7 separate regions of the Mus musculus genome follow, and regions 1, 2, 4, 5, 6 and 7 are each linked to region 3. Evidence: chromatin contacts called from public ChIA-PET and HiChIP or PLAC-seq data. All regions are on one chromosome and are shown on one strand. The core of a region is the stretch at or near the end of the contact, and the rest is flanking DNA. Distances in the headings are between cores, read along the strand shown. Region 1 overlaps Gm33104 (predicted gene, 33104). Region 2 has its middle 13 kb from the start of Ifngr1. Region 3 overlaps Gm20139 (predicted gene, 20139). Region 4 holds the start of Perp (PERP, TP53 apoptosis effector). Region 5 has its middle 31 kb from the start of Perp. Region 6 has its middle 35 kb from the start of Gm33104. Region 7 has its middle 8.6 kb from the start of Il22ra2.

Region 1 (3,439 bases), core at 384-2,883, 320 kb before region 3:
AATGCTTTCCTGATAGCATGCATGGCCTTCTACAAGCTCCCCAAGGAGACCCTGCCCCCTCGCTGCCCCTCAGTGCCTCCTGTTCTCAGCATCGGCTCTTCTGTTGCTACACTGGTGGACAAATAAGAGTTTGTGATGCTTTGAAGCAGAACTGGTAACAAGAAAGGATAAGCACACTTTGCTAAGCACTATTTGCCACAGTTGGATCACTAGAAGGGGGTTCTTGGCATGGGGCACCCACAAAGCCTTGGGTTGATCCTCAGCAGTATATAAAACGGGCTCGACAGAGCATGCGTGCCTGCAATCCTGGATTTACCTTCAGAATCTAGGAGGTGAGGGCAGGGGGATCAGAAGTCCAAGGTCGTCTTTGTCCCTGTAGTACGTTTGTGGCCAGCCATAGCTACAGCAGACCCTGTCTCAAATAAACAGTGTTTCTTTAAATGTGAAAAGAGACTCCCACACTCTAAGGCCTTTAATTATATGGGATGTGTCGCCTCCTATTCCAACCAGCAGAAAAGAGCGACACTACGTACTTCTCAAAGCAGTTTATTCAGGAACCTTTCAACATCATGCATGAATCTCTCTCCAGAAATCAATCTCTCCAGGAAAAAACAACAACCCACCCCCAATCGCAATCCCTTATATATCCTCTCAACCACACCCCATCAGCCCAGTCCACGTAACAACAGTTCATTGACCAGAATCATCACTCGTCATATGGTCCGATCTTGCATCATGGTGCACCTGCGCAGTTCTCGCGATGGTCGTGGCTTATTTTCAGGTGTATGAGGAAGTCAGGTGCAAGTCATAAGACTTGGCTGCAGTCCCGGGTGCCATCTTGAGACTGCTGCCACACCCACTCCTCACAGGGATGTATGGTTTGGAAGGAAAATGTTGAAGATGTACAGAAGAAGGTGATTAGAAAGGGGGACAAGTTCTTCCAAGGGTTGGAGTTCAGAGGTCAGGAGAAGGATCAAACTGCTCAGCATCAAAGGGAGAAGAGATCCACAGAGAGATTCCAGAGTTTCTAACAGCTAAAGGACCTGGTGTGTTTCTTCCTGGAGAGGAGAACAGGACCAGAAATAAATGGGACTTTGGAGTTAGCAGAAAGCCTGAAGCACCCTTGCTTCCCAGCCAGGACACCCTGCAATTACATAACAGCTTAGGGCAGGGCTCCCAGAAGCCAGGTCTCAAATGTTATTCAGGCTAAAGCTGGTTTGGGCAGGCACAGAGGAAAGGGGAAGGAAAGCTGAGATTTGGCAAGCTTATGGGCTCTCCTCTCTCTGTTCCTCTTCCTCTTCCCTCCTTCCTCCTCTCTCCCTCCCTCCCTCTCTCCCTCTTTCCCTTTCTCCTTCTCTCTGATTTCTACTGTCTCCAAATAAGTAGAACCTGTAAGTGTCACATCATGCTGACTCCACAAGACATCTAGAGCCTTTCTATTCCTTTCCAGGAAGAAATCATGACTATTTTCAACAGAGTTTTGGAAATCCTACAATGAGAATGCTATATCAAGATTTTTCTCCTCATCAGCTAGTGAGAGCATCAATTACACCTTGATGTTGGTTTGTTTGTGTTCTGTTCTGACTTCTTACCATTCAGCACCAGTGTCAACTGGAAGCGGTTTTACTAAGAATTGGGCTGGGTCAGTGTGAAACCACAAGGACGTCTGTTGGTTATGAATGATGTAAGGGACTGAGGGTGCTGACAGATGTCAATGTGAGGCATGGTGACAAGCCTGGACGCTTGTTAAGTGACACACAATAGCAGGCCGGCGAGGAGCAGATAGTCCCACATTAGGGAGCAAGTTGCCTGGGAGTTGGAAAGAGAAAAACAGGTTTCATTTTAACTTTTGAAGTTTGCCGGAGGTTTCAATTCATTATAAGATACTTTCCAACTTCACTGATGTTCTGTCATGTACTTAAGTAAGAAATATATGAGCCTCTCTACAGGGCCCAGACTGTGGGTATCTTTCCTATCTATCTATCTATCTGTCGATCTATCTATCTATCTATCTATCTATCTATCTATCTATCTATCTATCTATCTATCTATCATCTATCTATCATCTATCTATCTATATATCTATCTATCATCTATCTATCTATCATCTATCTATCTATCTATCTATCTATCTATCTATCTATCTATCAATCATCTGTTTATCATCTGATCAGTTCATTGATTTATATTAGATAATTTTTGTTGTTGTTGCCATGATGAAATACCATGACCAAAAAGCAAGTTACAGAAGGGAGAGTTTGCTCCCGTCTCTGGGCCCTGGAGATGCTGTTTAATTTTCATTCTCTCATATGGTTTAGATTTCATCTTGCTTGGTTAATAAGGCTTCAATAAGAGGACCAAAGATAGCTTCTTCCTTGACAGATCTGCTATTTGGGTAGAAGAGAGAACTCCTGGGGAAGGTGATCCTTGCATTTGTAGCTCCTCTAACACTTAGTAGGTTGAAGTCAAAAACATATTTTAGGGTGTCATCTGTCTGAGTGTCCTTGCTTAAAACCAATAAATTGCATACTTTAAAAGAGAGAGGAGAGGGACAAGGAATGAGATAGAAAGCACCATGAATATCCAAAGAACTACTTTTTGGAAGTACGGGGGATTCTTATTAAAAGTGTTTCTGGTGTTAAAAAATCTTCTCATTCTTCAAATCTTTGGGTAGCTGTGATCTACACACACACACACACACACACACACACACACACACACACACACCGAGAGAGAGAGAGAGAGAGAGAGAGAGAGAGAGAGAGAGAGAATGAATGTAAAATAGAGTATCTGGATTCTATCTGAGCTAGACCAGCACTTGAACTGGTGTTCAGCAGACACTCTGTAAAAGTTCTAAGTGAATTAAAAAAACTCAGAGGACTGTTTCAGTTTTGCTCCATCATGGTGACCCCTGTGGTTTCTTTCCTTGTGAATCTTTGAAATTTACTTTTCCTCCTCTGGAGGACTTTTAAAAACAATTACGATTGAAGGCAAGCCCAGACAGTGACCGAGTTCCACTTTGTGTCTGACTCTGCCTTGCCTCTCTGAGGTGCTGCTTTCCTGATGAGTTGGGAGTCATTTCTAGGAATGGAGAGCTGGGCACTAGGTCACCCTAAGGTGAAACTGTTCTTCGTTGCATGGCAGCCAACATGCTAACGATTTCCCCTGAGCTAGTTGAACCTCGAAGAACCAGACCTGAGATAGCAATCAACCCAGTGGCCAGACCAAGGCTCTGCTCTATCGGCTCCTCAACCCCCTCTTTGTCTTTGTTCTTTGTGTAAAACCTCAAAGTCCTTGTCAGCTCCTTGAAGACAGATAGTAAGTTATGCAGTCACCCTCCTCTTGCTGATACAGCCCTGTAGAATTAAGCTCCTTCCTGCCTTCCTACTGCTTTCTTTGGCCATTAGAACATACAGCTGAACCTACCCTCATTGAGACC
Region 2 (3,687 bases), core at 572-3,071, 390 kb before region 3:
AGGTAAGGGAGGAAGGAAGGAAGGAAGGAAGGAAGGAAGGAAGGAAGGAAGGAAAGAAGGGAAAGGAGGGAGGGAAGGAAAGAGGAAGGAAGGACAGAAGAAAGGAAGGAAGGAAGGACAGAAGGAAGGAAGGACAGAAGGAAGGAAGGAACGAAGGAAGGAACGAAGGAAGGAAGGGGGAAGAAGGAAGGGGAAAAGAGGGGGGAAGGGTGCAGAGGAGCTGGCACAGGTTGGTTGCCGTTTTGCTGTTGCAGTTAGTGGTTCAGATGAGGAAATCTCCATCATTTCTTCTTTCTTCAGTAGGTTACCATCACTCTTTCCCCAAATGTCCTTTTAGCTTTAATCCCTCACAGCCCTGTATCTTAGCACCCAAAATATTGAACTAACAAAGCTGGCTTTAGATGCAGGTAAGAAAACTACAGGTGGTGGGAAAATTACCATTGTCCAAGCCAGTGCTATCTCCATTCTAGTATGCACCTTCCATGTTATCTGTTAGATGTCAGTACAAGGTTAGGTAGGGGTTGAAGGGTATAAGTGGAGGGAGTCTGCTGTCTTTTGTTTGTTTGTTCATTCGTTTGTTTGTTTGTTTGTTTGTTTTGACAGGGCTGGCCACCCTGCTAAGTGCCATTGTATCAGGCAGTGCTGTATTTCTGGAGAGAAAGGAGATGGTGAATGAGCTTGGGCAGACTAAGGTTGCGGGATCAGGAACATTTGCTGCAGAGAAAGAATTCTGTAAAACAGCAGTGCTGAAGTGCCAGGCAGAAGCCACACTGAGGAGAGCCTGTGTTCAGACACCTAACTCCTTGGCATGAGCTTATGACATCAGATGAGCTCTGGTCCAGGGATTTGATATAAGGACTAAGGACTTCCTGGTTCACAGAAATAGATGTCCTTTTTCCATGTCTCTCTTTCCTTGTCTTAAGGCACACTTTCCCCATGGTCACAAGGTAGATTGCAGAATTGTAGATGACTCATGAGATTCCTCCAACCTGCTGACATCGGAATAGATACCCCTATATCCACAGTTCAAACACTATTTTACTGGAGATACAAACTGAGGAAGAGTAGCAACTTAAAAGTGAACTATCATCATTGTTCTGTAATTATGAAAGTTGTAACCTCATGTGCACAACACAGTAAGGGAGGCTAACCAACCTGCTCAGAATGGATTTTTGAGGCTTAGCGAAATATAAATAGTAGCTAAGTCCATTAAATTGCCAAATAAATTTGTCATATATTAAGCATAGTTATATAAATCAGGGGCCTCCAGAGAAGCAGAACCAGTGGGATATATGTATAAATATATGTGGAGAGAAGAGTGGGGGGTGCAGCTCAAGGTTATAGCACTTGCTCAGTGTGTGGGGAGCGGGGAACGGGAGAAAGGGGAAGGGGAGCAGAAAGGAGAACAGAGAAAGGGAGGGGAGGGGAGGGGAGGAGAGGAGAGGAGAGGAGAGGAGAGGAGAGGAGAGGAGAGGAGACTTTATGTAATTAGCTGACATGACCATAGTCTCTAGCAATGCCGAACTCTGCAGGAATTAACAGCAGACTGGAGAACCTGGAGAAGAACGGCACTTCAGTTCAAAACTAAAAGTGTGTAGGCTAGAGACTGTAGGTGAGCTGAGGATATAGATTCAGCCTAGAAGCTGCCTGCTCCAAAATCCTCCTGCTGCAGCATCCTGTTGCAGTTCTGAAGGATCGTGTCTGAGTGAGCTAAGGAAGGCACTGGCACCCAGCCAGGTTTCCAGAGCAGGCTTGGTAGCACGTGTCATACAATCCAGTTACATGGCTCCTGTTGATGATCTTTGGGAGGTAAAATATCATGAAAAGGGTAAATTGGCAGGAAATCTATGTGTAGTGTGTGGCTTTGACATATGTTCTAGGCATATTGCTGCACAAAGATGGGCAGTCTAAGAGGCAAGCCGTGGATTGTTGAAGCTGAGAAAAGGAAAGAAAGTGTGTCGTAGGACATGGGCACCATGTCCGACTGCAAGGAAAAATGTAAATCTGAGCTCTGCAGCCAGTGTTGTCTGTTTACGAAATGATTGTGGTGGTGACGATGGCTACATCAAATTTGAGTTATGAAAATAACGTTTTATTTTAATGTTTTCTCCCTGTCAAACTTTACGGAGGGTTTGAATGCAAGTCTAGAAGTTTAAATACCAACATCAAAGAGTTTCCTTCTTAGAAGGTGTTAAGTTCTAATCATTACTCTTTATTACTTAAAAGGATATGTTTTTCGTCTCTGTGGTTTGAAATGTGTGCGTCAATTTGTCGGGAGGGGGTTAGTGAGCTAAAATTGTGGTTTCCTTGGCACAAACACACACTGTAAATATTGCCTTAGATCAAATTTACAGGAACAGACTCTTCTCTCAGTGCAATATTTTACAACAAAAAGTAGATTGGACGTAGTGACTGTTAGTTTTAATGTCTGCCTGACACCTTCTAGAACTACTTGGGAGGAAAGTCTCCCTGAAGGGTCATCTAGATCAGGTTTGACAGTGGCTGTGTTTGTACATGCAAGGATTAAATGAATCAGTCATGAGCTCTGAGTTAAGCTCAACTGAATATCACAGCTGTGCGTTAGCTTAGGTTCTAAAAGTTGATTAAATGGGAAATCCAAGTCAAGTACAGTTAATGACTATGTTGTCCTCTTAAAACAGTGGTTCTCACCTTCCTGGTGCTGTGACCCTTTATCACAGTTCATCATGTTGTGGTGACCCCAAACCATACAAGTATTCCGTTGCTACTTCGTAGCTGTAATGTTGCTAGTTATAATGTTGCTAGTTATGAGTCATATGTAAGTATATGCTATGCAGGATATCTGATATGTGACCACTGTGAAAGAATCAGCCATCCCCCAAAGGGTTGCAAACTGCTGTCTTAAAAGAAGGTTAAATAAACAGGCTGACTATGCAGTAGGGTAGTAGTCTTAAATCGTCAGTGACCTCAAGGTGTGTTATTAACTCGAGCTAGAGGTCCAGCAAAAGTTACAGACTCTTAGAACATAAGAAATATTTTCATAATATTGTATCACCATAGTTCACTGTGAGTTATACTGATTGCATTAATTGACATGGGAAAAAATCCACTCAGAGTGGGTGGTGTCAGTTCCTCCTTAGGTGTTCCTGAACTGTGTGAGAGTGAGAAAGAATGGACTGAGCAGGTGAGCTTCTTCATTACTTTGTTGCCTTCTGCTCTTGACTGTGGATTTAATGTGGCTAATTCTTTCAAGCTCCTGCTACTATGGTTTCCCTGCTATGATGGACTATAACCTGTAATTAAGAGCTAAAATAAACCCTTTCTTCTTAAGTTGCTTTTATTGAGGTGGCATTTTTCTTTTCACTAGGGCTAACATATTTATCTATTTATTTTTAAATTTTATTATATAATTATATTTATTTTATTATATCTTCATTTATTTTTTTATTCGAGACAAGGTTTCTCTGTATAGCCCTGGCTGTCCCGGAACTCACTCTGTAGACCAGGCTGGCCTCGAACTCAGAAATCTGCCTGCCTCTGCCTTCCGAGTGCTGGGATTAAAGGCGTGCATCACCATGCCTGGCCTTATATATTCATTATTTAAAACAAAATTTAAATTTAAATATATTGATCATATTTATCCTCTCCCCCAAGTGTTCCAGATACACTCCTTCCCCTCACCCAATCAACTTTATACTCTTCCTCAAA
Region 3 (3,418 bases), core at 325-2,824:
AGTTTTCTGCCAGTGCTCAGGACAAAAAATCCTGGGGTTTTTGTGTCCTGGACCACTCTTTTGCATAGCTCTCATGAATCTGTCATTAAATTTTGACGTACAGAATCTCATCATTTCTCAACCCCCTACCCCATTATAAATGCAGTGCAAGCCAACAGTGTCCCTAGCTTGACTGAATTTAGGTCTCCTATGGATCTCCTACCTTGCCTATTTGCCTATTTTCTATCTAAAAGGGCCAGCTGGAGTAACTCTTGTAAGAGCTGTGCAAAATTACAGGGTTCCTTGGTTTAAGACAGTAGTGACTCCTTGCACTTAAGACTAAAACCCAAAGTTATAGTATAGCTTAGTAGATTTGCTTGCCCAGCGTGCGTGCATGAAGCCCTGGGTGTAAGTCTTACTGCTGGAGGAGGAAGGGCAAGACAGCTTCCTCAAGAGGAGTTGCCCAACCTGTCCCTCTGTACTACCATGAACACTGTCTCAGACTACCATTCCAGACACAGCCTGGGTCCTTTGCACAAACTCCCTCTGACCCCCACATCTAGTATATTCCTATTCATGCCTACAAGATTAACTCTTCCACACACTTGGAGTCTCTGTTCAGATGCAGTTTTCCTAAGGCACACCTTGATCACCCCCCCCCCCCAAAAAAATGGTGACCTGCCCCTCCACACACCTTCCTTCCCTGCATGCTTCCACCTAACTACTTATTACCAGTTCCTACTGTTGTGGCTTTAGGGCTAAAGATTTTAATTTCATTGCTCATTTATGTATCTGAGCATCCAACAAGAAGAGTCTGTCTATCTATCTATCTATACACACACAAACACACACACACACACACACACACACACACACACACACACAAACACACAGAACCACAGAACCATGGCCATTCATTTCCCTTGAAATAAATCTCACAAGTATACATAGTTGCCTAATTAGTTAAATTGTATTTGCCACTAAGTGATTATTTTTTCCAGTGTAAACCCTTTAAACATAGAATTCTGTTAACTTTATTTAGGCATCAATTTCCTTTTGTGAATGAACTGAGCCTCTTTGATAATGGAAGTGGTGGGAATGCAATGTCCTTTTTCACTCAAAGACAAACCATCCAGACACTGGAGAACGTAGAAGCATCAGGCATCAAACACCCAGGAGCTGTTTTGTTTGGTGTAAAAGCTCCCCTCTGCACACGCTCTCAGAAAGCCCATGAAGCAATCAGAGATCTGAAGGATAAGAACAGAGTGTTCTTTGAAATCTCTCAGACGTGCAGACAGGCTCTTCTTCCCTCAAACCATCCTGAAGGGGAAGTGTGTCGGCTTGGACAGTCAGGAGCCGGTGTGGGAATTCCCCCCGTCCCTTTGGTCTCCCGTATTGAGGAGCTTCTTCCGGGTTAAAGATAGGTCATTGCCAGCCACAGTGTCTTTAACTAGATCTAGGCTGCTTGGGAAGGAGAACTTTAGAGAGCAGGTGAAATGAATCTTAGTTCTCCCCCACTCCCAAGATAGTTTTAAAACAAGTGGCATTAAAAGCTTAAACCCTGCAGTTTTACAGAATTACCAATAGATGGCAGCACACGACTCTGCTTCACCAATGAGTGACGTCACTCTTCCTTTTCACGACCACTGACAACACTCAGCTTCCTCAGCTGTTTGACGCGGGCAATTGAATCTTGGGTGGTTGTTTTGTTTTGTTTTCTCTCCACCTTTCTCTAGAATAAGCTTCTTATTGACCTCAAACCACAGTCAACAAATCAACCGTGCAACTGCGACCTGGAAGGAACGCCAGGGGAACTCAAAACAAAGTAAAACAAGCCACCTGGGCACTTTGCAGGGACATCAAAACTTCAGCAAGCTGATCGCTGGTAAACCACGCTGGAGGCCAGTGCTGTGCAGAGGGGCATGTTGAAAAGAGAAAAGAGCTAACGTTTTTGTGACTTACTTTATCAGGATTCCCAGTCTAAACCTGGAAAGGTTTAACTGGGACACCCTGGAGTGGAGGCTTCTGACCTGCCCTCGGAATTTCTCTCCAGTTCCAGGACTCCACTGCGAGTAGAAAAGTTTCAGTAGATAAGACTCCAATAGAGCAAAACTGTCTCCTCTATCCACGACACTGTATTTTAAAACAAAAAGCTCTGGCCAAGCTAGACATGGTATCATACACTTGAAATCCTGGCACTCAGGAGACTGAGGCAGGAGGATCGTGAATACTCAGTAAGGCCCTAACTCAAGATACTAAACCGAGAGAGAGAGAGAGAGAGAGAGAGAGAGAGAATATGACAAGAGATCCCAACTGATGAATAGATAAGGAGTCTTCATAATAAGGAGAAAAAAAAAAAAACCCAACCAATGAAACAAACAAACAAGCAAAACAAAACAAATAAAAACAACTGCTTTGGTGTTTTAAGATCCAGGCTGGCCTTGAAATCTCAGCACTATTTCCGTCTTAGTCTCCCAAGTGGTAGAATTACAGGAGGTGTGAGCCTCCATGAGTGACACCAGATATTTCTTAAGAGAAACCAAAACTTCTTAAACCTGGCTATTTGAGCTTCATAAACCACAGAGCACATGAAACGGAGCACAGTTTTGCTTGAGAACTCAACTCTGTAGGCCGTAGCAAGCATCATGGGATGGGGAGGGACTAGATCAGAGTACATCACAGTACACAGAGTCCTGACGGTAACATCTGCTGTGGGTTACGGTCAAAACAACTTGCTTAGCTCTGCCGTGGACGGCCTGTCTGCTTTTTGCTTCTACGTTATCTGTAGTTCAACATCAACAAGACCATAACCACCTAAAAGTGTCATTTAATGAGTAGACTGTGTAAAAGATCTGAATGGCATGAAGCAGAAACTGAGTAAAGGGTCCCATCAAAGACTGGAGAACAATGCGGGGAGGGGAACCAGACTTACTCATCTTTATAGTAACTCTCACATACCCAACAATACCCACAATCCTCAGCCCCCAAGGGCTAAAGCATGTTTATGGTGTCCTATGTCTTAAATTTTAGCTTAGAAGAATCTACTATCTGGTTAAACAAATAGATCTAGGGTTAAAATGTAAATGTCTTAAGGGACCCAGGAAGATAAAATAGAGAGAACAGCTGTCCAGGAACAGCCTCAGGTTACCATGAAGATTTTATAAGGAATATACTGTGATTTTATAAGCAGTGGACTGTGAGAGGTAGCCTGGTCCTCCCTTGAGCTAAAGGATTGGAAGCCCCAGAGACCTGAAGGGATGGTAGGAGCTTTGCCTGCTTGGGGCACCAGGCCCCTGTCACATAGACACAGCCCTCTCCCATAGATCTGTGGCCATCAGTCACATGAGGGCAAAGCCCCAAGCCCTTCCAGATTTTGATGAGACATCCACAACATTTCAGACCAACACAAGAGGAAAAGAGATCTCCATGCCAATGTGGT
Region 4 (3,732 bases), core at 717-3,216, 340 kb after region 3:
TGTCTACCACATTATGGGAACTTAATTACCGATGTGAAGGAGATGGGAATAACTCCCCTGAGGTGTAAAATCTCTTTCACACTTATCCCGGATCAGTTTAGAACCAGGCACCACATCATGAAAGTAAGATATTTTTAAGATTCATTTGGAAAATGGAGGTTTCCCAAGGCTGATTTCTATAGTGAACTGTAACACTGCAGTGGGGAAAAGCTGCTGCTACCGAGTCATGGTTAAAGAAGCAACCTAGACAGAAAACTTGCCCTTTCCCTTCCATTCACACAGTAATGGAACCGCCTGAGGTTAGAGCAGGCACACCCTAAAAGATGAGCTTACCCTACAAGGCAAGAAACAGGGAAATGGCACTGTGTGTGTTTCACAAGAGGGCCCTACAGGCCAAATCATGTCCCAGCAAGAATGCTGCTCCTGCCTCTGCAAGCTAACTTCTGCTACTGAGTATTCTTTGGGGCTGTATCAGCCTTGGAGTGAGCTATAATTACCAAAGTCTATTTTAAAAACCTACAAGCATACCTCTTATAGCCCCTGAAAGACTTGAGTTTGAATTCATTTTAAGAAACAGCTAGGTTATTCCAAGGCAGCACAATGCCTGTAAGAACTAAAAGATTCGAAGCAATAGAAAGTCCTGTAAGCCAAGCATTTATGCCTGTTTTTAGGTAGAGCAAAGGCCTTTTAAAACAAGCAGGAATATCTGTAGTCTTCTCCTTTTATTGCCTGCCTCCCTGTCTGAGGAAGTTCTTCCAGGGAGAAAAAGCTGATAAGGGCCAGAACCCAAACCAAACAGCGTCTGGCAGAAGTCCTGGGTGCTTTAGGAAAAGAATCAAGTTATGGTTAATCTAGAAAATGAATGAAAACAAAAAAAGTAACTTGCTTCCTTTAAAGGGGGCAAACTGACCCGTAAAGCCTGCACACTGCTCCCTACACACTGCTGGTCACTACTGTCTCCATCCTAAACAGGAGGGACACTTGCTTGAGGGAGAAAAGGCTTTTCTTGGTTTTGTTTTTTCAAAGACTACTACTAACTTGTAAATCAAGTACTTGGGGCCTTTCCCTGGCAGAGGCAAACAGAGTTCCCCTGCGATGTGTACAGAGTTTCCCTGCGATGTGTTAAAAGTGGCAACTCAACTTCAGTGAAGTGTTTACTTCTCCGATTTTAAATCAGACTCAGATAAACTTCCTTAACATTCACTTTTCAACGAAGGCCACTCCCCAGAACAAGAATGAACATGAAACAGCTCCACAGCTAAGATACTGAAATATCTATCTAAATCATAACTGCTCCTACTTGGCCTGAAAGGACTTTCTCATAAGATTAAAAAAAAAAAGTTTAAGTTAGATGAAATGAAATGAATTCACCCTGGCATATTATTTATTTTTATACGTACTTTGCAATGACTGGCATCAGTTTGCACTGGTAACTGAGAAACTTTACTTTTAAATGAGTTGGAGTCTTTCAGGGTTGAGCCTGATTCGGGTCACCCAAAACTGCTGCTTCTGAAGTTTGAACTCTAAGCGGACTTTGAAACACCCACTACCCCTGACCTTTTAAAGATCAGCTCCAGCTGCTACCACAGCTCAGGCCCCCAAGGGCTTCCCGGAGGCGGCGGCCACTCACCGTACTCCATGAGGCTCTGGCAGCCATCGTCGTAGGAGCCGCTGCCGCCGCCCTCGTCGAAACACCTCCACCAAAGCGACGATGTCTGGATGTGGTTGCTAGACTGCAGCCAGCCGCGGCCGGCCAGCGCGATGATGTCGAAGGCGATGGCGCTGAGCAGCAGCAGGGGCAGGATCCACCTGCAGCGCTCGCAGGCCAGGCCGCAGCGCAGCATGTCGTCGGTGGCGGCGGGCGCGGAGCGGAGGAACGCCGGGCAGGAGCAGCGGCCAAGAGTGGTCCTGCGAGCGCTGACACCGCGACTAAAGGAAGAGGCGGCTCCCCCGAAGACGCGGCCCCCGGGCTGGCGGCGGGGGAGCGGCGCTCCAGCCACACCTTGATTCCGGTGACTCAGAGCGCACCGCCCCGACCTGCTGGGTCACCCGGGCGGCAGAGCTCAGGCTCGCCCCGGGCTCGTCGCCAGGGTGGGCGTGCCTGTGCCTCCAGCCGCCTGCAGTCCCACCAGATTGCCGCCAGCCCAGCGCACACACCTGTGGACACTCCAGCGCCAGCCTGTGCTCTGCCCTAAATTAACACAGTGTAAGGAGCATGGCTAAGGCTACACTTGAGCTCCAAGCACCGTGCCCAGGACATCCCAATAGCCTGTGAAATAAATGATGGGCCCTAAAATGTAAGGACTTGTGGGTTCAAACCTGGGAGCGTCTGTCCCTGGCTTCCACAGGCAGATCCTACACTTCCTGCCCGGATCTACCTTTGGACCTTGGCTCTTGCTGCCATAGACACGCAAATGTTCTGTGCTCTGGTGGTTCAGGCTGGGTGACCAGCAGGTCCCAGTGGCTCACTCTAGGTTGCGGAGGCTGTCTCTTAATCCGGGTAGCTTTGGTGTTGATAACTTCAGTTCCCTTTGCCCCAGTTAGTGTGTTCCCCACACATCTACCCTTTCTATCTACTTTACACAGTTTTTGTTTTTTCAAATATAAGCACGTGTCAGCATGCACAAGCAACTGAAATCCTCCCCAAATCCTGAGCTAGCTTCTGTCCCTAAGAATCTTCACTTGTAGCAGGGAGGGTGGGGCATCAGCCAGGAGTGGCGCTGAGAGAAACAAATTCCCAGTGCCAGGTCAATGGTGGCCAGGGAGAGATCAACCAGAGCATTCACTTTTTACCCCGTGCCCCGAAATCTTCTGACACCTCATGTCAGTTTAAAGATATGGAAAGCACTCAGTGGTATTTCCTTCTTACACAAGACGCTCGCAACAGAAGTAGTTACTAGGACGCATAGACTAAGAACACTGAGAAGATCTGTCTCAGAGTCCAAAGAATATCACTACCCAGCCTTCACTTAGCAGAAACCAGTAAGCATTTCAGTCCTGAAAACCGCAGAGGCACATACACGTTGAGCAAGGTTCATTGCCCACAGGACAAGTGCGGTGCGTATGCCCTAAACGTTAGGACCTAAAGGCTTTCAAACGTAATGAAAATATTTTAGCTAGCTATGTCCTGTGTGGAAAAGTCGTATTTTTACCAATCAAATGAGTTTCCACTGGTGTCTTAATGAATAATTTTGGAATACACACACACACACGCATATATATATATGTTTATATTATGTCCTCATTCTTGTGATACAATTTCCACAGTTTTGTGGAGAGGGACTCCTTAATATCAATCTGGTCAAAGGTAATTTTGACTGTTCAGAATCTCTGAAAGAGACTATAGTAATTAATTGGTTCTGTCGGCTCAAAGGGGAATAAGATATAGTTTATTTCTCAAGGTAAAAATAACAAAAGCTAAACTAATTGATGCCTAAAGCCAAGACACCACGTGACCGGCATAAACCATAACACCAGGCAATTATTACTAGATAATTTCTTACAATCAAACGGCACATACCTAGAGCTGGGCCTGATCCTTGTTTATCAGACTCCATAAACTGATTTATAAGCGCAAAAGGCAATTGGAGGTGAACTTCACAAAATTCCTTGGTCCGTGAGAGAATGAGACCACTTCCTGGTAAGATCTTTTTCAATAGTTTAGATCTTGTTTCTTGTTTGAAATCACTCCTGATCCTACAACCTGACGCACGTGCTATCCAAAATAAGATG
Region 5 (3,878 bases), core at 133-2,632, 310 kb after region 3:
GATGGCAGCTGTCCATAAACCTGGCTCTAGGGAAGGCAGACAGGTAGCTCTCTCCCTGTATCTCACTGGCCAGCCAGTCTAGGCAAATCAATGAGCGCCTGGTACAGGGACAAAACCTGTTTCAAAAAAAAATAAGGTGGAGAGTGAGTGAGTTCATCACTCTGTGCCACTTGGTCAGCCAGACACAAAGGTGCTCGATCCTGGTTCTTGAAATGTTCTTAGATGTTTTCCATTGCTCTTTGCTAAACTCTTTAATCTCAAAAAGAAATAATTGTACCCCCTTTTTCTTTCAACTTAAAGCCCACTCTGATCGAAGCCTGTCACACTCCTTCTTGAGTTTCAGGATGGAGTCTTAATGCATATCAGGCTGAAAGAAGAAATAGAAGTGTAGAAAGTGTGTGTGTGTGGTACATGCATGTGTATGTGGGCATGTGTAAGTGAATGTATGTGTGCATGTGTGTGCTAACATGAGTGATTTTGTGTGTGGAGGCCAGAGATTGGTGTCAGTCATTAATTTTTAGACAAATGTTCTCACTGAATAGTTCACTCACTCAAATTATATGTCACATGTCAGATTCTACATATTACTTTTCTTTTATATAAAAGTTACGTGTGTGTGTGTGTGTGTGTGTGTGTGTGTGTGTGTGTGTAAGTACAGGTACCTGAAGCTTCAGATCCCATGGGAGCTGAAGTTAGGCAGTCATAAGCTGCCCAGTATAAGTATTGGGAGTTGAACTCAGGTCTTCTGTAAGAACAGTGTATGCTTTTAATTACTAAGCCAACTCTTCATTGCCCACATATTACCTTTAAATGAAGGCTCTCTCTGTAGGAAACTAATTCAGAAATAAAAACACAAGAGAAAAAAAAAAAACAGTAAAGTGCAAAATGAGAAGTTTGACTAACAAGGCTCAGGCCAGGTGGGGTAATTAGGTAATGAGGCTTGCGGAGGAAATCTGGGGGGGGGGGGGGGGGGGAGGGGTGGAGCGGAGCGGGGGCAGCGGAGGCAGCGGAGCTAAGCTGCAAAAAGGTATAGGCAATGACCATGTGCCATTTGCCAGCTGAGCACAGCTGATCTGGCTTCAGGGAGAAGGTCCCCAGAAGCATTGCTGCTGTGATCTCTTTGTCATACTTAGGCAGTAGCTCTGTCTTCTAAGGCCTCCTCCCCCTCCCACCACACAGCACAGGAGCACTTTCTTAGCTCCACAGCTCACTCCACTCTGAAGTTAGTGGCTCCCTTTTCTTTGTCTGATACCATTGGAAGCTCCAGTACTTTTGTGTTCTTTCTCTCATTTGTGTGGAGACAGTGTGTCACTCTATATAGCTCAAGATGGCCTGGAATTCATGGCACTCAGCCTCCTGAGTAAACACTGACTAATAGGTGGGAGCCACCATGTGAGGCTTTCGAATGTTAGTCTTGCTTAGGGAACACTAGGTTTACACTCCAGACTGAGGCAAACAGATACTGTGAAACAAGATTAGGCAGGTTCACACAGGAACACTGCTGTTCTCTGTGAGAACAGTAAGTTCCCAGGAGAAGGAATACTCTCTTGAGAAAGCAAAGCCAAGAGAAACAGAGCAAAAGGGAAATATCCAAACAACTGCACCCAACCCCAGTCCTGAGCCTTCTGGGCTGGAGAACCAGAGAACACAGATTTGAGAAGAAATAGAGGGTAAGAGAGTTCTCTTGATTCTCTGTGCAGTTTATCAAAGTTTGTGAATACAAAGTAGAAGCTGAACAATTTGCAGAGAACAGTTATAAGCAGAACTTGGTAAACAAAGGAATCACGGGACTTCCCGTCATACCCAGCTAAGTGAAGAACAGCAGCCATTCACAGTATAGAGATCTTTCCATTTACTCTAGACTGGGCCGAGAGATCTTCAGCAAACCATAGCAGTAGGGTGGCTCCTATTCCATCTGTGTGTTTTCAGAGGCAGCTCAGAGCAATGTGCAAGAGAAAACATGTTTCACACGAAACTGCCCTTCCAGGGCATAGACAAGTACAGCCACATCACGCGATCTGTATGAGCTGTGCACTAGGCTGCCTTTTTTTGAAAGCATTGGCGCACACACATACACACACACACACACACACACACACAGAGAGAGAGAGAGAGAGAGAGAGAGAGAGAGAGAGAGAGAGAGAGAGAGAGTTAAACTCTCTTGTCTTGTCTCCTTGTCTTTTCATTCTTGTCTTTTCTGGGTAACTTACTAATTTTATTTATTTATTTATTTATTTATTTATTTTGCCCGTGAAGTTGAAGCTATGGTGTTTTTAAATAAATGGACTGTGACTCTCAAACTTGGCATGCTGCGTCTCTCAAGGGGAAAATTGTAAAGTCAGGAGGTCAAAGCTCTAGTATATTTGAACTCTTGAGATAGATGTCCATCATAAACTAGTGTTGGTTCTGACTCTAAAATAATTCAGTCAATTGATATTTACCTTAGAAGAGCACCGACCATTCCTAAAATACACACCAAAGCAGTCACTTATGTAAGGGTAAGTGAACAAGACCCTGGGAGAATGAGTAGACGCCAGCACTTCACACCCTCCAATTATCACAGAGCCAGCAGCTCCCACTGATAAGCCCTGTCTACAGACTTAGCTCCCAATGTACAGTTGGTTTTTAGGAGCATCAGAATGGGCTGTTAGGGCTTTTAAGGAACATCAAACAACCCAGGGCACACCCTAGGCAGTGTTAGATGATGGGGGACAGGGGAAAACAAATAAAAAGAGGTCCTACTGTTCATATCTGACTCTGCCTAATTGTAGTAACCAGTATCTGTCTGGGAAAACTCTGTTTGCTATAGGCCTTCTGCTACAAGTATGGCTTAAGATGAGTCAAGACAACTGAGTGAACAACAGACCTTCTCATTTCTTACCCTCCACCCACAAGCCTTCCCTTGTGGTGCAAGCCAGCTGGAGTCAGAGAACGCTTGGTATGTGCTCAGGTAGCAGAAGCAAATGCAGACCTCACAGAAAACCTGGCAGAGGCAATACTGTCAGGTTCCGGGTGCCAGCGGATCCTCACTGCTAAATCAACACAGTCACTCTGGCAGAGCTGAGCAGCCTTGTCCATTGGGAAGATGGTCCACCACTTACGTAGTTGTCCTTAGTGGGGAACAGGTTTGCTACAGTTGGGAGTGTCAGGAGATGTGTTGCAGCCTAGGCAGGGATGACGGGTGAGTGAGGGGAATTTTACTAACCAGGGACACATGTGAGCATTCTACCACACACAGAAGATCCCCTCCATAAAGAACCGCCCAGCACAAGATGCCAGCATTGGAAGACTGAGAATCCTACTCCAGCAAGTCACCCACCCTGCATGGAGATTTTCTTTTGGGGTTTGGTTTCATGTTTCCCAAAGGGAAAAAAAGTCACCCTCATGGAGTCTGGTCTGTCTGGGTTGAGGTCCGTGGATCTGGCTTGGCATTTGCAACTTCAGTCCTTATAAATGATTATTCATTTAAAAAAATAGTTAAATGAAAAGGAATTCATGTGAGTTCCCTAGACAAATTCTACTGAAGATTTCTAGTTTCAGAGTCAAAACTTGGCATCCAAAAAGGATTTTGTGTGCAGATCACTTCAATTTCTTAGACTAATACATGGTATTAGTGGTTGATACTCAAGCAATATATTTTTGGATGAGTATCAGCTTCAGATCCACCCCAAATATTCCTCATTAGAATAATAATAACAATAATAATAGCACATGTGTATTGACTTTATTAATGCCAATAAACATCCTATATGTATTTGTTCTGTAATTAACTGAACACTCTTGGCCATTCTATGGAGTAGAATGTATTAGTATTGTTACTAATGCCATTTTGCAGATAAGAAAAAGGATCAAGAAAGAGAAGGCAATTTTTCTAAGCC
Region 6 (3,527 bases), core at 226-2,725, 340 kb before region 3:
CAAGAACAGTTGTCTACCTTTATCCACAAAAAATAAATCCCAATGCTCCCCACCATGAATGTCTAAAATTCCATCCATTCTTTCATCCCCCATACGTACACAATACACATAGGCACATGGGTTGGCAAGAACAAGATGGAGTGAACCCTCATCATGCCTAATTTTAATAGTATGTGCTTTAAGACATGAATTATCTCTGGATTTTCCTGTTTAATATTTTCTTTTTGGACCACAGGTAGGATGAGACTACAGAAAGTCAGGTCTGGATAGATAGGGTTGCCATATGTCTTAGCAAGTATTCTATTGCTGTGTAGAGACGCCGTGACCATGGCAACTCTTATAAAGGAAAGAAAGCATTTAACTGGGGACTTGCTTACAGTTTCAGAAGTCTGGTATATTATCAGCATTGCAGGAAGCATGGTGACACATTGGTAGACATGGTCCTGGAGGAGCTGAGAGTTCTACAACCAGATCAGCAGGCAGCAGGCAGGAGAAAGACACTGGGCTTGGCTTGAGCGTTTGAAATCCCAAAGCCCACACCAGTGACACAGTTCCTCCAAGGAGGCCTCATCTGCTCCAACAAAGCCTCATCTCCTAATCCATTGGAATCCACACCCTAATGATTAAGCATTCAAGTATATGAGCCTGTGGGGGCCATTCCTGTTCAAACCACCACACCATAATATCATCTGCTCCATAAAACCAGCAAATGAATGTATTATTTCAGAAAATCTTCCCAATCTTAATAAAGATGTTAAGTGTGGGGATTTGGGGTATTGAAAGCCTTGTGGGGAACCAGCAAGTCTGCGGGATGCAGTAGTACAGTGTGTGAATATGATCGTGTGTTAGTTTCTCTTCTCATAGATGTAACAAAGTGGCTCCCAAAAGCCACTTAGAGAAGGAAGGCTTTATTGGGAACACAGTCCATCAGTGTGGAGAGAAGGAAGCCTTTATTGGGAACACAGTCCATCAGTGTGGAGAGTCACTAACAGGATCTTCCCATGCCACTTGTGTCTGTGGTCAGCAAGTAGAGAAGAATGTTGGTGCCATCTTTACATCCTAGCTCACAGGATGGTGTTGCCCGCAGTTGCATGCACTTTCTTCAGGTTGGACATCCTCCCAGGCCTGGTTAACAGATGTGTCACCTGGCGATTCCAAATCCAGTCACATCCACAATGACGATTAGCCACCACAGTCAGGTCTCAATGGCAAATGTTAGGAGCCGACAGAGTGTTGAAAGTCAGTCAGCGCTGGGAGAGCTGAGGTCCTCTGGAGAGAGGCACATTTAAGATTTTATATCAAGTGCTGTGTAGAGAGTTTGGAGGGAAGCAAGGAGGAGAGAAGTACTGTATCAGGGCTCAGCTGTCTTGGGAGATCCTGAGAGAGAAAAAGACACAAATTACAGATATGTCTGGCAAACCACACAAGAGCAATGTGTTCTGTCTGTCACACTGTGGTTTTGTTTCTTTGAGGAAGAACTGGCTTCCCAGGCTAAGCATTAAATGCCTTTGACTTGGCATAATTTCCTCCTTTAGAAGTCTCACTCAGAGGAAGCTGGGCACAGGCAACAAGCAGGGAGCCCTCGGCTTTGACTTTTTCTTTTTTGTCCTCTTAACTCGGCACTTTCCTTTGGGACAGTGTTTCTGGTTTGGTTTTGGTTTCTAACTACATTTACCTCTTTCTCTCTCTCTCTCTGTGCTCATGTCTCTCTCTTCTCTCTGTCTTTCTCTGTGTCTGTGTCTGTCTCTCTTCTTTCTGTGTCTGTCTCTGTCTCTGTCTGTGTCACTCTGTCTTGGTCTCTGTCTCTCTGTCTCTGTCTCTGTGTGTGTGTGTGTGTGTGTGTGTAAAATCTACAAGAGTTGATTGATTCTCTCCTTCCACCATATGTGTTCCAGAGACTGAACTTAAATCGTCAGACTTCACAGCAAGCGCCTCTACACACTGAGCCATGTTAGCTGTCCTGTGGTTTCCTTTAAAATTCACGCAAAAGTTTATAGTTCTTGTAAAATGCTTTTAGTTTAGACACACACAGACGGAGATTCAGTGTAATAAACCTGGTGCCTTCACTCTGGTGTTGATGATTGGCATGGTGCCTACTCTCTACATTTCCTCCTCCTCCTCCTCTTCTTCCTCCTCCTCCTCTTCTTCCTCCTTCCTCCTCTTTCTATTTTTTCTCCTGCATATTTAAAAGCAAATTCCATGCACACTGCTCTTCCACACTTTGTGTTTAGTGCATCTCTGAGAAGGGATTCTAACCATTTACTGTTATCACACATAAGTGGCAACAGTTCACCCCTATCCTTTAGTACCTAGCTCATATTTGAAGTTTCTGGAATGTTTAATAAATGTCCTTCTTAAAGGTGGGTTTTCTCCAATTCAGATGTCCATACAACAGCCACATGCTCTCTTGCTATTTTTCCTTCCAGTTGATTAAAAACAAATCCTGGATTTGATTGCTGCTTCATGGTGTCAGCACTGTTTAACAGCCACCTACTTCTGCCCTGAACATAAGTTGGAAAGATTTTATGTTCTGTTTGTTCCAGTTCTTGAATTGGTGGCTGGTCCTGGTAGCATCCTGAATCATTCGTGGAAAATAGCAGTTCTTGGATTCATGGAAGCTTTTCTTTTAATATCCCGGCTCTCTCACACTTCCAGCTGATGATGTCAGTGGTGTTGATTGTTGTCTGGCTGTTTACCTAACTGAGAAAAATGTTGGCTTTTCTATCGCATGGCTGTTTTCTGACTCTGTCATTCCTTAGGCTTGGAAACTGGCTTTGCAGAATAACTAATAATTTGGAATGACCGTTCCTTTATCAAGCAGGGCTACTTGGTTCTATTCAAGAAAAACAGGTTTAATACCGAACATTTTCATACCAGTCAGTACAAGGAGCTGTGACTCTCGCTTCCTCTAATGGTGAAGAATAAAATAGTTTTCTTTCTCCACTTTACAAAGTAGGTCTATGAGCATAGAGGTGACGCTATGTATTTATTTTTAGTTATGTATATGTGTGCATTTCTGGGAATGCACCCCATATGTATTAAGGTGCTCAGGGGGGTCTAAGGAGAGCAGCAAATCTCTCCGAGAGGTGGAGTGACAGCGGTTGCGAGCTGCCAGATGTGGTGCTGGGAATTGAACGTGGGTCCCCTGGAAAGCAGGAAGTGCTATTAACCGCTGAGCCATCTCTCCAGCCCCAGCGTATGGGTTTTATATACCCAATATATTATAGTTTGTTGCACCCATCCCTTCCCCAAGTTCCACTGTCAAGTCATGTGGTCACCGAGCCTGCTTCCAGTGGGTTTCTGTATTCTGTAGGTATTTTCCTTGACTTCTGGAAAAAGAGGTCATGGTTGTATGACTTGCCTTTGGTCTGAAACCAGCTATCGCTGTAGGGAAACAGTTCTTTATACAGGAAATTATTTTTGAAGACATGATTTAGGCACTACACATGTTGCTGCTATTATATTGTTACCTTTTTTTTTTAAGTTGTGCAGTTGGCATAGGTGAAAAAATACATATCCTTAAATAT
Region 7 (3,665 bases), core at 677-3,176, 430 kb before region 3:
ACCAGTCCTCCCTAGCAGCTGCCTTTGTTATCCGAGTCACTTACCTTCATTGGATAGGGAATGCTCTACTTTAGTCCAACTATGTGAACTCTTCCCTGTTGGTTCACGCGTTTGACTATTTGGTCCCTGTCAGGTCTAAAGAAAACTCCCCCAAGTTCTGTCAGGTAGAGAAAAAGTCAGCTTTCCTCAGCAACTCCTGAAGCTGGTTCCCCTCCATCAAAGGGGCCATTTATCTCTGGCAGAAGGGGCAAAAGGCAAACTGTGCTGCCTATTAGCATATGGAGGCACATGGTGGCCTCCACGCTCTCCCACTGTCACAAGTACCTGTTGTAGAGTCTATGCTGGCATTCTGGCTCTTCTCAGTTCTTCTGGTTTACCCTGAATCCCAACCTTCTCCCAGCCCTGCACACTGCCAATCTCTCCTTATAATGCTGTTCAATCCTCTTCTCTCTCTTTCTCTTTCTCTTTCTCTCTCTCTCTCTCTCTCTCTCTCTCTCTCTCTCTCTCTCTCTCTCTCTCTCCCTCCCTCCCTCCCTCCCTCCCTCCGTCCCTCCCTCCCTCCCTCCCTCCCTGCTGTGGAGACACCTCTGGCTGTGTTCTCCCTCATGTCTACAATAAAAGCCTGCCCCTTAACCATACCTTGGCTCCATCATACTGAAAGTCCCTGCAGTTCCTGATGGTGTCACTTTGTTTGGGAAGTTGTATAATGTAGGAAGGTGGGGGTTGCTGGAGGAAGTGGGTCACTGGAGGTGGAACTTGAGGTTTTAAATTGCCCCTGACCCTTCTATTAACCTTCCTGCTTCCCAACTATCACTCAGTGTTTGCAGCTCTTCCCACTAAGCTTTCCGTGACGGGGATGTAACCTCTCAACCTGTAGGCCAAGCAAACACTCTCTCCCAAATCCGCTTCTGTCCAGGTACCCTGGTGGTTTGGGGCCAAGGTGTGATACTCAGAGATCATGCCACAGAATAGGCTGAAGGCAAGACATCTGCTGGGAGACAGAGGAGATTGAAAGGGTGTCTCAGAGTGGGGGCATGAACCAGCTAGTCAGACAGACAGACAGACAGACAGACAGACAGACAGACAGTCAGACAGTCAGTCAGATAGGCAGACAGACAGACAGGGAGACAGGCAGGGAGACAGGCAGACAGACAGACAGGAAGATAGGCAGACAGACAGACAGGGAGACAGGCAGGGAGACAGGCAGACAGACAGAAAGTCAGACAGTCAGTCAGACAGGCAGACAGACAGACAGACAGACAGACAGACAGACAGGGAGACAGACAGACAGGAAGATAGGCAGACAGACAGACAGGAAGATAGGCAGGCAGACAGACAGACAGGCAGACAGACAGGGAGACAGACAGGTAGACAGGGAGACAGACAGGGAGACAGACAGACAGACAGACAGACAGACAGACAAATAGGCAGACAGACAGATAGAAAACAGACAGGGAGATGGAGACAGAAACAGATACAGACAGAATGAATAAGCAAGATGCCCACAGAGATCTGGGGTGGCCAGCACACTTTAAAAGGTTCTCCTATTGCATGGTGGAAAGGCACAGCCCCTGACAGTGGTGAGTTACTTAAGTGGCTGTGGCTGAGTTGCCCAAAGTCAGGCTGGCAGAGCGCCTAATCTACAACACAAGTAATTCATGCTTGTCACTAAGTCGGTACTGAGAGTGGTGTTGTTATGAGGGTGTTGGTATGACTGTTATGGTCTTTAGAGCGTCTGTGAGAGGATTATGGAAGAGTTTGAGAATCCAGGCTGAAAACTCCCTTAGAAACTTGTAAACAGCTCAACAGCTGTGGTGGGAGTTTGGAAGACTAGGAGGAGAGACTGGAGGCTGTTGGGGGCTGGCTCATGAGGTTACAATGTGGCATAGAATCTGGCTTCCTCTTGCCCGTTTCCTGAGACCTTGAGACAGGCTGTTTTAAAGTAACAGACTCTGCTCAGTGAAGGAAATTTCAAGGCAAGATAGCAGCCGCTGTTTTGCCACTTTTATGCTGAGTTACCGTGAAAAGGAGCAAGGAGGGAGAGAGATGAAGTGCAGACTGAGTAGACAGGCGTATGGTTACAAGGCAAGGCTGGGTGAAGCAATGGCTTGGCTGTGCTCTGTACTGGAACCCCAGGGGAGCTGCCCTGAGGTAAGAGGACAGCACCCAGCAAAGGCTCTAACCTGTGAAAGCGCAAATACTCACTGGGGAAGCCAGTCAGAAACCATGAAAAGGCTTAGATGACTTGATGTGATAGTATTTCTGTTTAAACATGAAGCCATTCATAAACCTCAATATGAGAGAATATTCCATTTGTCAACACAAAACATAGAACAGCATGCTAAAAATAAACGTAGTAAGAAATACCCTGTGCTTAGGATGTCTAAAGCGAATAAGGGACATAAAAGACTTGTATTGAAGAGCATTTAACTATGGAAAATTAGTCATTATTAGTAAGCATTATAGTGATAGAATGCTGATTCAAATCCCCAAAGAACTTCAAATGGGGGAAGGGGTGGAATCTGGCAAAGAAAAAAAAGTCTGTAAGTCTATAGTTGACCTTAGAAAACAAACAAACAAACAAACAAACAAAGCCCCCCAAAACAGCTAGGGGCTAGAGAGATGGTTCAGTGGTTAAGAGCATTGACTGCTCTTCAGAGGTCCTAAGTTCAATTCCCAGCAGCCGCATGGTGGCTCACAATCATCTGTAATGGGATCTGATGCCCTTTTCTGGTATGTCTGAAAGATAGCCACAATGTACTTGTATACATAGATAATTAAAAAAAAAAACAAAACACAACAAAACAAAAAACAATTATTACAAAAAATCAGTAGAAAGATGCCTAGACTAGTGAAGCGCACTCCTCAGTAGCTGAGGGCTTTCCCACAGATGAACAGAGCCTGGGGCTCAGATCTAACGTCTTAAGCCACTGATGAGTTAGTCTATTGAGTAAACAACACTGGAACTGGAGCGTAGGGGCGACATTGGACGGCATGGGTGTGAACAGTCTATTTTTACTCTGGCCCATCCTGCTATTTTTCTGTTTCCTGGATGTCATGACGTGATTTTGGCATGTCCATTGGTCCTGATGTTTCTGTTTTACCACACACCTAAAAGCAACGGTGACTGCTGACCATGGTGTGAAACTTCCAAAGCCGTGAGCCCAAATACATCTCTTCTCCCATCAGTTGTTTCTCTCAGGCGTCTGTCACAATGCTGAGAGCTCTAATATACACTAGAAGAAAGCTTTAAAGATTAAAACTGTGATACACACACAGAACTGACTAATGAATGAACAGCCATTGTTCAGAGGGATGGCAATCCAACATGATAAATGTTCATGCCTTAGTAAACAGTATCAGAGTAGTTAGTCAGGAGTAAAATGCACTCAGTTGTGATTGCAAAAGGACATGTTCTGAATACTGGAAATAGCTCCTTGGTACAAGATTGCGTCTAGGGTTCCTGCAATCCACTAAGGTCCACTCAAGTCTCTTGTATAGAAGCATCTAATATTTGCACGGAGCCTGCACACTCTCCTGCCCTACCTTAAATCCTCTAGTCAAGGTGCACTCATAATTTGCCTTGGCTCATTTACTAAGTAAAAAACTGAATTAAAAATGTGGCTCATTAATTCATTGGAGCAGGTGAACATTTTAATATTAAT

What was found. ChIA-PET counts read pairs in DNA pulled down with a chosen protein or histone mark. HiChIP or PLAC-seq counts read pairs in DNA pulled down with a chosen protein or histone mark.
Region 1: an H3K27ac HiChIP or PLAC-seq map of regulatory T cells shows a contact between it and region 3, with 3 times the contacts expected there. The contact joins two enhancer-like sites. A contact is called at or near these places in 16 of 484 Hi-C or Micro-C datasets (CD4 T cells, CD8 T cells, the HPC-7 cell line and 9 more) and 15 of 115 datasets of contacts at active chromatin or transcription factors (CD8 T cells, T-cell acute lymphoblastic leukemia, Th17 cells and 11 more).
Region 2: a contact with region 3 is called in an H3K27ac HiChIP or PLAC-seq map of thymic regulatory T cells, with 4 times the contacts expected there. The contact joins two enhancer-like sites. A contact is called at or near these places in 6 of 484 Hi-C or Micro-C datasets (CD4 T cells, CD8 T cells, centrocytes and 2 more), 7 of 115 datasets of contacts at active chromatin or transcription factors (CD8 T cells, double positive thymocytes, memory CD8 T cells and 3 more) and 1 of 9 other capture datasets (pancreatic islet).
Region 4: a contact with region 3 is called in an RNA polymerase II ChIA-PET map of effector CD8 T cells, with 21 read pairs. The contact joins the promoter of Perp here to the enhancer-like site in region 3. A contact is called at or near these places in 7 of 39 promoter capture datasets (the 3T3-L1 cell line, 3T3-L1-derived adipocytes, embryonic stem cells and 3 more), 1 of 15 datasets of contacts at CTCF or cohesin (pro-B cells), 44 of 484 Hi-C or Micro-C datasets (the AML12 cell line, B cells, the G1E-ER4 cell line and 30 more), 8 of 115 datasets of contacts at active chromatin or transcription factors (CD8 T cells, effector CD8 T cells, embryonic stem cells and 5 more) and 2 of 9 other capture datasets (embryonic stem cells and liver).
Region 5: a contact with region 3 is called in a FOXA1 HiChIP or PLAC-seq map of pancreatic cancer cells. The contact joins two enhancer-like sites. A contact is called at or near these places in 2 of 115 datasets of contacts at active chromatin or transcription factors (embryonic stem cells and pancreatic cancer cells).
Region 6: a contact with region 3 is called in an RNA polymerase II ChIA-PET map of memory CD8 T cells, with 221 read pairs. The contact joins two enhancer-like sites. A contact is called at or near these places in 11 of 484 Hi-C or Micro-C datasets (CD4 T cells, the HPC-7 cell line, Th2 cells and 7 more) and 8 of 115 datasets of contacts at active chromatin or transcription factors (T-cell acute lymphoblastic leukemia, bone marrow-derived dendritic cells, bone marrow-derived macrophages and 5 more).
Region 7: an RNA polymerase II ChIA-PET map of effector CD8 T cells shows a contact between it and region 3, with 64 read pairs. The contact joins two enhancer-like sites. A contact is called at or near these places in 1 of 39 promoter capture datasets (hippocampal neurons), 3 of 115 datasets of contacts at active chromatin or transcription factors (double positive thymocytes, effector CD8 T cells and regulatory T cell precursor) and 1 of 9 other capture datasets (liver).

What each region holds. Positions count from the first base shown.
Region 1 is chr10:19,504,410-19,507,848 of GRCm38.p6, reverse strand. It overlaps Gm33104 (predicted gene, 33104), which reads right to left. Exons shown (of 4, transcript NR_152784.1): 3 at 1,593-1,809; 4 at 531-1,058. Among named protein-coding and RNA genes, the nearest start is that of Gm33104, 19 kb to the right of the region's middle. Within about 2 kb of position 1,633, at least 81 of the 459 cell types and tissues checked have an H3K27ac peak or open chromatin away from gene starts, as enhancers often do. A contact at or near this core is called in CD8 T cells, the HPC-7 cell line, Th1 cells and 9 more, where this site is marked.
Region 2 is chr10:19,576,800-19,580,486 of GRCm38.p6, reverse strand. No RefSeq gene overlaps it. Among named protein-coding and RNA genes, the nearest start is that of Ifngr1, 13 kb to the left of the region's middle. Within about 2 kb of position 1,821, at least 47 of the 459 cell types and tissues checked have an H3K27ac peak or open chromatin away from gene starts, as enhancers often do. A contact at or near this core is called in CD8 T cells, double positive thymocytes, memory CD8 T cells and 3 more, where this site is marked.
Region 3 is chr10:19,184,312-19,187,729 of GRCm38.p6, reverse strand. The region is part of intron 2 of Gm20139 (predicted gene, 20139); the gene reads right to left. Among named protein-coding and RNA genes, the nearest start is that of Gm20139, 44 kb to the right of the region's middle. Within about 2 kb of position 1,574, at least 168 of the 459 cell types and tissues checked have an H3K27ac peak or open chromatin away from gene starts, as enhancers often do. A contact at or near this core is called in the AML12 cell line, B cells, CD8 T cells and 29 more, where this site is marked.
Region 4 is chr10:18,843,305-18,847,036 of GRCm38.p6, reverse strand. It overlaps Perp (PERP, TP53 apoptosis effector), which reads right to left and starts at 1,966. Exons shown (of 3, transcript NM_022032.4): 1 at 1,631-1,966. The coding sequence starts at 1,844.
Region 5 is chr10:18,873,970-18,877,847 of GRCm38.p6, reverse strand. No RefSeq gene overlaps it. Among named protein-coding and RNA genes, the nearest start is that of Perp, 31 kb to the right of the region's middle. Within about 2 kb of position 1,382, at least 70 of the 459 cell types and tissues checked have an H3K27ac peak or open chromatin away from gene starts, as enhancers often do. A contact at or near this core is called in pancreatic cancer cells, where this site is marked.
Region 6 is chr10:19,520,354-19,523,880 of GRCm38.p6, reverse strand. No RefSeq gene overlaps it. Among named protein-coding and RNA genes, the nearest start is that of Gm33104, 35 kb to the right of the region's middle. Within about 2 kb of position 1,475, at least 79 of the 459 cell types and tissues checked have an H3K27ac peak or open chromatin away from gene starts, as enhancers often do. A contact at or near this core is called in the HPC-7 cell line, T-cell acute lymphoblastic leukemia, Th2 cells and 4 more, where this site is marked.
Region 7 is chr10:19,611,617-19,615,281 of GRCm38.p6, reverse strand. No RefSeq gene overlaps it. Among named protein-coding and RNA genes, the nearest start is that of Il22ra2, 8.6 kb to the left of the region's middle. Within about 2 kb of position 1,926, at least 127 of the 459 cell types and tissues checked have an H3K27ac peak or open chromatin away from gene starts, as enhancers often do. A contact at or near this core is called in double positive thymocytes and effector CD8 T cells, where this site is marked.